Linked DNA regions of Hordeum vulgare: region 2 is linked to region 1. A link is a contact called in public Hi-C data. All regions are on one chromosome and are shown on one strand. Each heading gives the region's core, a stretch centred on a gene start, on an enhancer-like site or on the middle of the called end of the contact. The rest is flanking DNA. Distances are from core to core; before and after follow the strand shown. Region 1 holds the start of LOC123409648 (ABC transporter B family member 28). Region 2 holds the start of LOC123411524 (fructose-bisphosphate aldolase 5, cytosolic-like).

The links. Hi-C and Micro-C count contacts between places; a contact is called where the count stands out from the background.
Region 2: a contact with region 1 is called in a Hi-C map of leaf, with 6 times the contacts expected there. The contact joins the promoter of LOC123411524 here to the promoter of LOC123409648 in region 1. A contact is called at or near these places in 4 of 6 Hi-C or Micro-C datasets (all in leaf).

The regions. Positions count from the first base shown.
Region 1 is chr7H:531,992,488-531,999,333 of MorexV3_pseudomolecules_assembly, forward strand. It overlaps LOC123409648 (ABC transporter B family member 28), which reads left to right and starts at 4,136. Exons shown (of 16, transcript XM_045102504.1): 1 at 4,136-4,592; 2 at 4,671-4,858; 3 at 5,697-5,720; 4 at 6,497-6,598. The coding sequence starts at 4,169.
Region 2 is chr7H:532,127,616-532,134,461 of MorexV3_pseudomolecules_assembly, forward strand. LOC123411524 (fructose-bisphosphate aldolase 5, cytosolic-like) reads left to right here and starts at 3,990. Exons shown (of 3, transcript XM_045104490.1): 1 at 3,990-4,122; 2 at 4,192-4,877; 3 at 4,976-5,593. The coding sequence starts at 4,095. The coding sequence ends at 5,344. LOC123411525 (protein transport protein SFT2-like) reads left to right here and starts at 808. Exons shown (of 4, transcript XM_045104491.1): 1 at 808-1,075; 2 at 1,679-1,946; 3 at 2,639-2,743; 4 at 2,989-3,378. The coding sequence starts at 876. The coding sequence ends at 3,099. It overlaps LOC123411523 (E3 ubiquitin-protein ligase RGLG3-like), which reads right to left. Exons shown (of 12, transcript XM_045104487.1): 11 at 6,339-6,395; 12 at 5,675-6,253. The coding sequence ends at 6,173.

The sequences.
Region 1 (6,846 bases), core at 2,886-5,385:
CCCGCCGGCTGCCCGCGCTCGCCGGAGCCTTGCCAAGAACCGCCGGCCGGCCTCCTCTACCTCGCCCGATCCAACCGTAGGGTGGGCAGCCCCCGTGTCTGGTTATTTTTTTCTCTAAGTCTTTTGCTTGCGAATAAAAAACCCAGCATGATTGCATTTTGAAACCTCTCTAACTTTCTGCATAATTGTCCGATGGAGATGTGCTATACATGAAGGTTGACCTATTTTTGATGCTCTACATGATAGAATCATTTGCATGCTCATAGGAGTTCTTTTCGGTGATGTAATGTGTGCTGCAAAATTGCATCCCGTCGTAGCTGTGAATCTGCTATTTTCTTCAATTTTGCGCGGATGGTTGTATCTAATCCGTAGGGCTTTTGCATATGACTCCTTCGTGAAATATGTTCAATTTTGTGTCATATTTGATGCCATGCCTGTGGTTGCTAGGTAGGACTTCATTAACATGCTTATTTGTTGCTCTCAAGTAGCTATCACATTAAAACTGAAATATGCTAGCGATAAGTTCCATTTTGCGAAGTTCGTATTAAGCAAACCATGTCTCGTTAGTTTGTGCGAATTGGAGTGATTTGCAGTAGGCTATGACTATTTGCTGTTAGTAGGTTTTCACATGCCATGTATGCCATGCTTAGTTGTAGTTTTCTTCATGTGGACATGCTATGTTGTTGTTGCTGATTTGAGATGCTGAAATATTTCCAAGTCTCGAATCTGCAATATTTTGTTGTTGTTTTGCCATGTGTTTTGCTAGTGATCTACAACCCATTTGGGGTTAGTGCAATGGAGTTATCTGTAGTGCATAAGATACTCTAGCATCCTGTTAAGCTTCATGCCAACATATGCCGTGTAACATATAGTTTTACTGCTGCCAATATGACATCAGGTTAAAAACTGCACTGTCAAAACTGGTATTTTCGCAAAATTTGAAACTGTGTGCAACTTGCCATTTTGTGAGCTCATTTCCTAGTGATCCATGATTCCATGCAACTTGCCATTAGTAGAGTGTTGTTGTGCATCTTTCCCACTACTGCCTCATGCCTTGTTTGAGCATTTTAGAATCATGTAGGTGTAAGCTTTGGTGTGAATAAAATGCCATGGTGCTGTTTTTGGCACATTATAGCGATACCTTGTATTGCTTGTAATTGTTGAACTGTTGCTCCGTTTTGAATGTGCATTATATGAAAACTGATTAGAATCTCATGTAGTTTCATATTATCTTGCTGCCTTCATGGTTGGGAATGTTTGTGGCTGTCATTTGCATACATCTTGCATTCATGGCATAATATCTTGCGATGACCATATCTTTTAAACCATAACTCCGCTGGAGATGATCCATATATGTAAATCGACTAGAATGACGTGTAGAATCATATGAACCACTTTATTCTGCTGTTTAAAAAATATTAAAACAAGTTAGTTTAGACCCGGACAGATTTCAAAATTAACATATAGGGTCATTTCGGGAATGCTATAAGTTGTTTCCGACCTCATTTAATATGCCTAGATAGACAATTTAATTATGCTTCACCTCTGGCCATGTTTAAAAAAACATTTAATATTGTCGCGTACCTAAATGAGAGTGAACTAAATATTTGAATGTGGAGTTTGAGCTTCACTTAATGTGTATTGTTTATTTATTGTGAATTGCCATGCCGTGCCTTGTATAATTAAACCGGACATGCATCATAATTGCTTGCGCATCATATCGTGCATTTGTTGTGATGTTATCGTGTGTTGATTGTTGTTCTGGATTATTTCTTCTCGATAGAGTTCCGAACCATTTCAGAGTGTGAGGATCCATTCAACTACGTTGGTTCGTCTGCTTCGTGGAGTCGTTCTTCTTCCAAGCGGGATCACAGACAAGATGACCATTTTCCTAGATATCATTACTATCATTGTCATGCTAGTTGACTCGTTTCTTTCGCCATGTCTCGCTGCCTACCACTTATTTGTCAGCCTCCCAACATTGCCATGAAAACCTCTAACCTTTCCACAACCCAGCATACCATTGTTTGTCTATGTTACCGCTTGCTCAGCCTTCTTATAGCGTTGCTAGTTGCAGGTGCAGCTGCTTCCATGTGAAACATGGGTTCCTTGTTGTATCACCCTGTTATTGCTATTTAATATAATGCACCTATATACTTGGTAAAAGGTGGAAGGTCTGGCCTTCTAGCTTGGTGTTTTATTTCATCTTTGCCACCTTAGTTTCGGCTACCGGTGTTATATTCCATAATTGAGCGCTCCTAACACGCTCGGGGTTGTTATGGCGACCCCATTGATAATTCATCTTAGTTTAAAATATGTCTCATAAGGCCCAACTTTGGTACTATATTTGCCTAATAACTAACAAAAACGCATAGGGACCCGCCGGCACCCGCGGAGTAATTAATCAACCCCCTGGGCCAGTGCTCTTCATGAGTGTTGGTCCAAACTAGAGCACTGTGCGGGGTCACCCCGGGGTAACTCGGGCGATGTCTATCAGGCCCTGTACACTAGCTTATCCGGTATTGTCCTGAGAACGACATATGCGGCTCCTATCGGGTTCGTCGAAACGTCGGGCGACCTTGCTCGACTTGTTTTACCTTTTACGAAATATCTTGTGCATCGGGATTCCGGTGATGCTTTGCGCTATCTCAGAGTTGAGATCTTCCACTAAGGAATCCGAGAAGATTGCGAGTTTCGTGGTCGAGGATTTCTATGCAGCTTGTGGTAATTTGTGATGGGCTAGTTGGAGCACCCCTACAAGGTTAAATCTTTCGGAAAGCTGTGCCCGCGGTTATGTGGCAAACTTGGAAACTTTGTTTAACATCCGATTCTAGATAAGCCAACTGTGTGCGTAACCGTGACTATCTCTTTCGTGAGATCCTTCTCCGATTGAGGACACGGGGGGGGGGGTATGTGTGACGTAAGTAGGTGTTTAGGATCATTCATTTGGTCATCATTAGTTCACGTCCTCTATGTGTAGATCATCCCCCTCTTATTCTTGTACTCGTAAGTTAGGCACCTCAAATAAATGCGTAGTCGCTTGCTGCAGCCTCGCCACTTAACCATACCTCATTCATTAAGCTTTGCTAGTCTTGGTACCTTTGGAAATGAGATTGATGAGTCCCTGTGTCTCACAGACTACTACAACAACAGTTGCATGTACAAGTAAAGTGATACTTTGACATGAGCGCGATGATTGTTCTATTTGGAGTTTCTTCTTCTTCGTCATCATCGATCTAGGATGAGTTTCAGGGCGGCAGCCTGGGATAGCAAGGATGTACGTCGTTCTTTTACCGTTTGTTTTCGTCCATAGTCGGACCGTGCTCTTCTTCATAATGATTGGATGTATTAATGTATTGTGTGGATCATGATGTAGCTTGTGACGAGTGTAAGCCAATCCCATATACTCATCTCTTCGATACATGTATTTTTAACAATATCCACTTTTGCAAAACGAGGAGATGCGCTTCTATCCCTGTCGAGGCTCCCGCGCCAAAATAAGGATATGATCGCATCTTAGGCGTTACACGTGGTGGCAACACATGAGGCTATTGTTACCAGTCTTGCATCATGAGATTAGTCAATCTATTTGCAGTAAAACATTTTTGTAGCAAAGAAAACATGAAAACCTTCTTTATTGTAATGTTTATCAATCTAAGATATTCATAAGTCGTAGTCATGCTCATATTTCATAATAAATTATTGGAAACATCTAAGTATTATCAATTCAACACACCCAGTTTCTATTCGGGGACATTACAAATATTTTACTCCCTTTGTTTCTAAATATTTGTCTTTTTAGAAATATCACTACGGAGTACATACGGATGTATATAGACATAATTTAAAGTGTAAGTTCATTTATTTTGTTTCGTATAAAGTCTGTAGTTGAATCTTTAAAAAGCAAATATTTAGGAACGGAGGGAGTAGCATACAAACTTCAACTTGCTTTATAATTTTGGACCACAATCTTAAAAACAAACAAACTGAGAACTGATTATGGGAGAAGCTGATTTGAGGGAAGTTTTCCAAAAGCTGATTCTTAACTATCCGTTATCTCTAGTGCCGCGCTCTCCTCTCCGCCCACCCTCCCCCCGCCTTCCATCTCCACAAACACGCACAAAAAAGGGCCAAAACTCCACCGGGAAAAGGGTAAAGCGGGGAAGCCATGGCGCTCTCCAGCTGGAGCATGCGCCTCCCCTACAGCCCCTCCCGCCCCACCCTGGGCCCTCGCCGCAGCCGCCTCCTCTTCAGCCCCTCCGGCCCCATCCTCAACTCTCGCCCCAGCCGCCTTCCCCACCTCCCCGCCACGTCCCACGTCCCCGATTCCGGCCGACGCCGCTGCCTCCGCCTGGGCCGCCCGCCCCATGCGTACATCTCGGCGCCGGCGCCCGGCCCCGACGCCTACCAGTCCCCTTCCTTTGACGCCGCAGAGGCGGCTGCCGATGTGGCCGCCGCCATCTCCTCAACTGACGCCATCACCTGGGCCGGTGTCTGGGCCCTCCTGTCGCAGCACAAGGCCCGCCTAGCGATCTCCCTCGCTGCGCTCCTCGCGTGCACGACCTGCACCCTCTCCATGCCGCTCTTCTCAGGTATGCTTCAGCCTTCAGGCCCTCTCTGTCGATGGATGCTGGCCAGTTTCTGAATGTGGTGGCTGTCTGTTCACACAGGGAGGTTCTTCGAAACCCTGATAGGGAGGGGGTCCGAACCCTTAACGAGGCTCTTGTCCAAAATTGCGGTATTATATACGCTGGAGCCGATATTTACCATCGTCTTTGTGATCAACATGACTGTGGTCTGGGAGAAAGTGATGGGGAGACTGCGGAGCCAGATATTTCGGAGGATTCTGATCCAAAAGGTAAATGTTGGAGCCAATAACGCTCTACTTACAGCTTTGATTGCTTGGTGTATTGCTGTTATGCTGTTCTCGAACTTAGCTAAGCATGTCTGGTGTGCTTTTCCAGCAATTGCACTACGTTTATGTCTGCTATTTTGCTGTTGTTATCACTTCTGTGATTTGTGTAGCTGATTTAGTTCGTAAGTTGTGCTGAATTGGAAGCATTAAGTGACATTGTACCAGTAGTGTTTCAGTGATGAGAATTTTGACCACTGCTAAGGGGCTAGTAATTTCAGTTCATATGCAAATATGTTGATTGTTCTTTATTGCTGCCAACAGATTTGATTGTCACTCCTTTGTTACTTTATTAAACATCTAATACACAATAACTGAAATTATCTTAGCATTATGATGAAATGGTTCATGAAACCTATTCCATGCCTAGGCTGAACCAGCTCTACTGCATCATTTGTATGCACTTTAGAGGTGACAGCAAAGCTAGCCGCAAGTATTTATGTTGAGTCAGTCAACTCTCCTTTAGGCATTGTACACGATGGAGTTACAAGGACTAGAATTGACAGAGGTGCATGCTGTGATGTGATATGGTTTTATCTGTCTATAGCCACGCACACTGAAGTGTAATAAACTAAACTAATTAATCTGCACGGAAGTGATAAGTTAAGCTCATAACCTGCTAAACTGCTTCGCTATGCAGTCTCATTGCCCCTTTTCTTTTGGATAATGGCTACATTTTTATACAAGGCCGTCTTGTGCCAATCTGCCATACTAAACATATTTATACTACTTCTCATATGCACATCATGTTATTTTAATAAATGTTCTTTTTTTAATCTTGCAGATGGTATTTTTTGATCGTCACAAGGTATGCCAGTTGACATACAATGTTCATGATTATTACTTGGAGAAAAATATGTCAACCATAAATTTCAAGTTCCCATCCAATTCAAAATCTTTGTAATACTGTTAAATGATACAGTGGAAGGACATAAAAAGTCGCTTGTTCATATAAAATCTGGTAAGATGTTAAATGTTGACATGTGACTATTATTCAATCATGGTAGTAACAAAATTCAATTTAGGCTGTCGGTGTGTGTGCATGGTACACGGTTATTGAAGATTCAATAAGAACCACATTTCAGTATAAAAAAGGTTACTGAGCAAATGTTGCATGAGATTTTCACTCTATTTGTTACACATTTCGTGAATATAGCTTAGCAAAAGAGAAAATATCTTACTTCTTTATGTTTAAAAATCATTGTACAGCAGCATGATTTAGTTTGGTTTGTCATAAAATTGTACTGCGTACTCTTTCGTAGAGATGCATACTTCTCTTAAAATTATGTCAACCAAAAGATGTCTTGATAGATACACACCTATTGCTGAGTACTGACAAAACTAGTTAGTTGATGCCAACAAGCTATTCCATTATTTCATCTCTAGCAAGTTATACCATGATGTTTTTACGCATTTGAGTTACTTGACCTTACTGTTTAGTGTCAGTCATAGAAACTTATGTCGATGTACCTTCCAAAAGAGCATAGGAGAGTGGTGATGTATTGGTGTGGTTGTCTCAATAAATTGGCAGTAATTAGTCTGCTTGATGTCTTGGTGCAAATATCTTAATATCATTTATGGCAGGTCGGCGAGCTAACTGGATTGTTGACATCCGATTTAGGTTCTTTGAAGGGTGTAGTAAGTGACAACATATCAAGAGATCGTGGGCTAAGGGCATTTTCTGAGGCAAGAAATTTTACATTATGAGAATGTAAGCTTGATGCTGCTAAATGCTAAGAGTTTGATTGGTGTAATTACATAATCTCTCAGGGCTAATTGTAATGCCCCTTAACTATGCCCTTTAGTTCTAACCATTGTTCACCCGCAACCTACTATTTCATTCATATCATGTACCCCCACTGTCCCAAAATAAGTGTCGCTGATTTAGTACAACTTTAGTACAAAGTTGTACTAATTGAGGGACATTTATTTTA
Region 2 (6,846 bases), core at 2,740-5,239, 130 kb after region 1:
GGTCATGTTGTAGAAAACTTTTACAACAAAGGCCAGGTTGCATAATTTTTTGCAACCCCTCGTGATGCGGCTTGCCGGGTGCGAAGGGTCGGCCGACGTCGGGGGCGAGCCGCTGGCGGTGGGGGGATTGGGGGAGGGTGGGGGAGGGGAGGGCCAACCGACATCGGGGGTGGAGGGGCTGCGATGTGCGTTGGGCCGGCCGACGTCGTGGGCGAGCGGCTGGCAACGCGGTGGGTTGGGGGGTAGGGGAGGGCCGCCGACGTTGTGGCAGACAGGCTACGTCAGGGGCGAGCGGCCGCTCCGTCGCGGTGGGCGAGCGGCTGGCGATGCGGGGGTGGGGGTGGGGGTGGGCCGGCCAACGTCGTGGCGGATGGGTTGCGGCGGGAGCGACCGACGTAGGGGGCGGTGGGTCGGCCGGCATCGGGGGCGAGCGGCCGCGCTGTCGCCCTCCCAGATCCGGTAGCTGCCGCCTCCTTCCACCCGAGCGCGAGCGTGTCTAGCTTCAGGACCGTTTCTGAAACAACGCTCCAGTTTCATGAAACGGTCGCGCTAGGTCGTTGCTCGTTGGCGCGCGGGAACGATCTGATCCGTCAGATGAAGCAAGATCAACGGACGAGATGGTGGCGAAAAGATGATCCGGATCGGTCGACGGAAGGTAAGAGTTTTTCTTGTTTTATTGATTGGCGAGCAAGCTAAAAATTTAAACCCGTGAAAATTCCCGAAAGTTTAGAAATGGGCGAACGCTTTGTAGAATCGTGGGAGGAGCGGCAGCCCCTTGCAGGCTAAAACAAATCGCAAGTGTTTTTTGAGGTGAGCAAAGTAAACAGGGCACATTTCCGTGGGCTTTCTCTACTCTCTGGCGGCGTGGGCCCGAGATGCAGGCGTGGTTCTCCGGCTCTGGCCCCTCGCCCTCCTCGTCGGCGGCGTCTTCCCAGCCGCCGCCGTCTCTGCTCGCGGAATGGAACTCCTATGCCGCCGCCCGCTCCGCCGAGGAGGATGTCGGCGGAGGATTCGGGATCGACATCGAGGCCGCCGTCCGCTCCGCCAACGACCGCGTCAGCGGCACCTTCGGCGTGTAAGCAACCCCCCTCTCGTCGTCACTCCACCTCCTCCTAGGGTTTCTGCAAGTGAATCGGGATGCGGTGGATTCTCCCCAGCTAAGCTTAACTACCGGTGCCATGAATAAATTGTCAGTACCGTAGCGCTTCCCGGATCGCCTCCATGTGGATTCAGATTGCTTCGGTGCTGTTTACGCCAGAGCTACTATTGTAAAAAATAGCTTCTTAGCATTGGCCAATTAGATCCTTCTTAGCCAGCAGTGTATTTCCTCCGGTTATCGCAAAATCGTTATTGAGGATCGTTAGTCAGGACTCAGGAGCAAGTTTTTTTTTTTGCTGAATTAGTCACTTATTAGGTATATACAATCAAGGAATCTATGTTTTGAAGAAGTCACCATCGTGATTCATGTTGTTATATGTGAGCTGTTTAGAGTCATACATATGAAAGCGATTTGTTAATTGTTAGCTCTAAAGCAATTTGAAAGGCTAAACATCACCACAGCTCTTCAAGATTAACTAGAGGAACAATCGTAAAAGATGACATTGACCGAACCTCTAGTTAACCTTTCTTTTAGTTGTTTAGTTTTTTGCTGATTGCCTTGCCATTCTATTTTCTCCAGGGTATCCAAAGGAGTTAGAGGGTTGCCTGGCAGCTTCCAGTCCTCAACAAGCAGTATTCCATCTGGCAAATCTCTCATGTATTTCGGTCTTTTTCTTGCCAGTGGCATTTTCCTAGTTTTCATCGCGTTCACGATATTCCTGCCAGTCATGGTAATAATGCCTCAAAAGTTTGCGATCTGTTTCACGCTGGGATGTGCCTTCATCATTGGATCTTTCTTTGCATTGAAAGGGCCCAAGAATCAGCTCTATCATATGATTTCCAGAGAGGTATCAATTCATTTTCCTTGTCCTTAACTAAGCACCATTCGTGGGAAGCACTGTTCAACAAAACTTGTGATGTTTTCTTCTGTCTTCTGTTAATTTCTATTTTACCACAAACTGCACATATTAGATTGTTTCCATCCAATTCTCTCCTTGAAGATTTTACTTAGGTTATATTGTATATTGTAAACATTTTGCTGGGAGAGCATTTTGTACTTGTATTTTGCTAGTAACGATCAAACAATTCCTCTGCTTTGAAGAAAGTAATAAAAAAGAAAAAGAAAATACATGGTTAAATTTAGACAGTAACACAGCATGTCCTTGAGGCATCGATAATTTGACATGTTATCAAGTGAGCATCCAGTTGTGAAACATCAACGTGAAAAATGCATTGTCGATGATTTTCTGCCAATGGTTAAGCGCTTTTCTACAGAAGATCGAATGTGCGTAGTGTTTTATTGTTTTAAAATGTGTTTTTAGATGATACCATACTTTCTTTTCACAAAATAATATGCACATTTTGGGTTTTATGTATTCTCATATATCATACTTTTTTATTCCAACTGTTTATAGGGAACTTACTGGGTTGTTGATTTAATTAGTTCATATCTTATATTTTATCTATTTAACTTTTATTATATCTCGAAAATTAATATGATTTTGGTACATTTTCTGAAGCTGTTTTAATTTTTCCACAGAGGTTACCTTTCACCATTGGATTTGTTGGCAGCATGTTTGCTACCATCTATGTGTCAATGGTGCTCCATAGCTACATACTTTCTGTTTTCTTCTCTTGTCTTCAGGTGAGAATATCTCCTTTACACCCCCCAATCTCTTGTGCTGTTATCTTTTCCTTCTCTGGATGCTAGTAACAGGAACAATTTTGAAGAGAACTGTGAATTTGTATAGCATGTGAATAGGGCCATCAAACCCCCCTTAAAAGTTGCAGTTTGTGGCATCGTTTATAGAGAACTTACTGGCGTACTGAGCATTCGGTCACTTCTATTAACTTTCAAGCTAACAAAACCGTGGGTCTTCTATTTTTCAGATCCTTGCGCTGGTATACTATGCCATCTCATACTTCCCTGGTGGGTCTGCTGGAATGAAGTTTCTGTCATCTACCCTTGTGGCCTCAGTGTTGAGATGCTTCGGGCGATGAGTTCACCCGTTAGTTGCTCTCGCCCATCTGTCTCAGCCCGTGTTCAGCTCAGTGACATATTTTTGCTTTCTCTTTGACATGGAGAGAGTGCGTCAAAGATGACCCTGGAGCTTGATTGTTCACTGATATACATGCATGTCCAACTTACAGATAGTATTGATCCCATGGAAACTCTGCTCGATGAGACGCTTTGTTCATTATGGACGTGCGTGGAATCGAAATTTAACATACAGACAGATAGTCTCTGAATTTAGCAACACCGCGGCATGCCTTGCGTTCGATCTTGTATCATGTACTGCCTTGGTTACATCACATTTAGCATGCCGACTTCCGGTAAATCAGACGACGATAACACCAAAGCCCTGGACTGCATCGAAATATCCAATCTAAATATCTTCCGCATAGCGAGGCCTCAGAAAATACTGAAAACATTGTTGTAGGGTACAGCATTACACGTCGCGGTGGCGTCCCGCACTCTGTCACTCTACATACGCTGGAGACTGGACCGCATCTTGCATATCCACGGCAGGGTGGGGAAATGAAATGCTCCCATGATACCTTGGTGCCAAAGCCAGCAGGTTGATGCCATCCCTACGTTCACTCTGCATGGATAAAGTCCACATCGCCACCACCACTTGTTCAGTTTTTGGGACCTTGTCTCTCACGGTCTCGCCATAGCGTTGCGTCTACATGTGTGTGTTGTTTAGCTGCGAAAATGGTATTCCTAGTATTTTTGTCTGGCCAGCAGGCGGACGGGCGTTTGGGTGGCGCGGCTCGCCACCCCTATCCCCCAACGGGTGACGGGCGCTGCGCGAGCCAGTGGCCCCTGCATCACGGATCCCCCTCGCCCGTTCGGCATATCCTCCTCACGTCCAGGGTTTATAAGGGGAGAGGGATAGCTCGCACAGCCACCTCACAAAAAGCGCGAGCACAGCAGCCCAGCGTTTGGATTTTGCAGCCGGTCCCGGAGCCTCCTGACCGACACGGTCGCCGCCATGTCTGCCTTCGTCGGGAAATACGCAGGTTATTGCCTTCATCTGTATGCTTCTCATGCGCTCATGGCGCGACATGCTGATGGCCTTTTGCGTGTAGATGAGCTGATGAAGACGGCCAAGTACATCGCGACGCCGGGGAAGGGGATCCTGGCGGCGGACGAGTCGACGGGCACCATCGGGAAGCGGCTGGCCAGCATCAACGTGGAGAACGTGGAGTCCAACCGGCAGGCGCTGCGGGAGATGCTCTTCACGGCGCCGGGCGCGCTCGAGTACCTCTCCGGCGTCATCCTCTTCGAGGAGACGCTCTACCAGACGGCCGCCGACGGCACCCCGTTCGTCGACATCCTCAAGGCCGGCAACGTCATCCCGGGCATCAAGGTCGACAAGGGCACCGTCGACATCGCCGGCACCGACGGCGAGACCACCACTCAGGGCCTCGACTCCCTCGGCGCCCGCTGCGCCAAGTACTACGAGGCCGGCGCGCGCTTCGCCAAGTGGCGCGCCGTGCTCAAGATCGGCCCCGGCGCCGAGCCGTCCGAGCTCGCCGTCAAGCAGAACGCCGAGGGGCTGGCGCGCTACGCGCTCATCTGCCAGGAAAACGGGCTGGTCCCCATCGTGGAGCCCGAGATCCTCACCGACGGCGCGCACGACATCAAGGCATGCGCCGCCGCCACCGAGCGCGTCCTCGCCGCCGTCTACAAGTCGCTCAACGACCACAAGGTGCTCCTCGAGGGCACCCTCCTCAAGCCCAACATGGTCACCCCCGGCTCCGACAGCCCCAAGGCACGTCCCTCGATCTCTCTCTCTCTCCCTACTTCTTCAATCTTCATCATGGTCTCCGTTTGCATGGCTGATCGTGCTCTGAATGGTCGTGTGCATAGGTTGGCGCGGAGGTGATAGCGGAGTACACGGTGGCGGCGCTGCGGCGCACCGTGCCGCCGGCGGTGCCCGGGGTGGTGTTCCTGTCGGGCGGGCAGAGCGAGGAGCAGGCCACGCAGAACCTGGACGCCATGAACAAGCTGCCGGTGCTCAAGCCGTGGACGCTCACCTTCTCCTTCGGCCGGGCGCTGCAGCAGAGCACCATCAAGAAGTGGGCCGGCAAGAAGGAGAACGTCGCCGACGCGCAGGCCACCTTCCTCGCCCGGTGCAAGGGCAACTCCGAGGCCACGCTCGGCAAGTACGGCGGCGCCGCCGCTGGCGGGGACGCCGCCGCCTCCGAGAGCTTGCACGTCGCGGGGTACAAGTACTAAGGCCACCGTCGCCCCCGGCCGCGCCATTCCCGGACCTTGGACCTTGGTGCAACCCATGTGTGCGTGCGCACGACGCGGCACATGGCTTGCGCCGAGATTCGTGCGTGCGTGCAGATATATATATATATGCTCTTCCCTTTCTGCCGTGTACTTAAATTCTCTCTGCCTCACCTTTGCTCCTATTTAACCAGAACTACTAATGATATGTAAGTGGTATATGAAAGTGTGAATGCAACGCTTTTATATGTTTGAGCTTGTTTCATTGGAAAAATGAGTACCAGTAACACTCATGAGATGTATGCTCGGCTCAACAGAGATAAGATTGGTTGGTTCATCCTCGAATATTCTGGTGTTCGTCCCATTTAAATTATACACATATAAAAGATATACTGAAAAAATGGATACAAAACTGAATATTCAGCATTTATAACAGGTTTTAATTAATATACAATGCAAATGTCTTCCTAATTGGTACATCCTGAAATTTCTCCACTGTTCATTTTATTTACAAGAGAAAGAAAGGAAAGCAATATGTACATTATTTTCCACTGAGCGTTCTTCACTGCAGTAATTAGGAGCCCTTCAGGAACATAGAAATTTTACCGAAACGGTTCAATCCACATTTCCCTTGCGGGAAATGGAGAATAAACGCTGCATTCCAACAGGGCCTTAAATCACCGGCTGATTGAAGACACTCCAACCACATTAAGGACGCTAAAATTTATGGGCAACAAGTAAAATTTATGCGGAATTCTGAACATTTTCCACCGAGCTCCTTCCGTATTGGCACACCACAAGCTTCAAAAGCATCAGGCGGTCGGCTTTTAATCAGTACAGCCTGATCCTGGTGGTTATGTGCTGCTGGCACATAGGGCAGCGCACCAATTTTTTCCCGCAATCATAGCAAGTCTGAATTAAACGTGTTAGCAATTTGTATATACAACAAGAATTATGAATAAATGTTGAGAGGAAAGCAAGGGGATATTTTCTGCACCTGATGTCCACATCCAAACGCAAGATCCTTTGATTTATCCATACATATGGCGCATGACTGCAATCACAAAAATTGCAAGGCTTAGTTCCTTTTCCACAAAAATTAGAGGGTCCTTCAGTTACCAAAAAATTTCAGTATACAGAAACTTAGCATTATGAAGAAGAACTCTATTTCATGATCTGCTCGTCGGCAAAAGATGCAAGTGTATGTGTCAAAGTACAGTAAGAAGCTAAAGTGTATTACATTTGAAAGGAGCATAAAAGGCAGAGGTGAATCGAGGATGAACCAAATTTAACTAGCCCTGTTGTCTGAAATAGAATTTGCAAGCACTGAACTTCCAAGGGCGTATCAATAAAAATGCACAAATTCCATGACGATGTGCTGTGTCAGCTTGAATACTTTTTCTAAATAGGCTACTTCAGAAGGGTATGTTCATGTAAAAAATCGACTACAAATTCAAAGTACTGCTCGATAAGTATCTAAGTATCTGCCTTTTTGTATCCCGTAA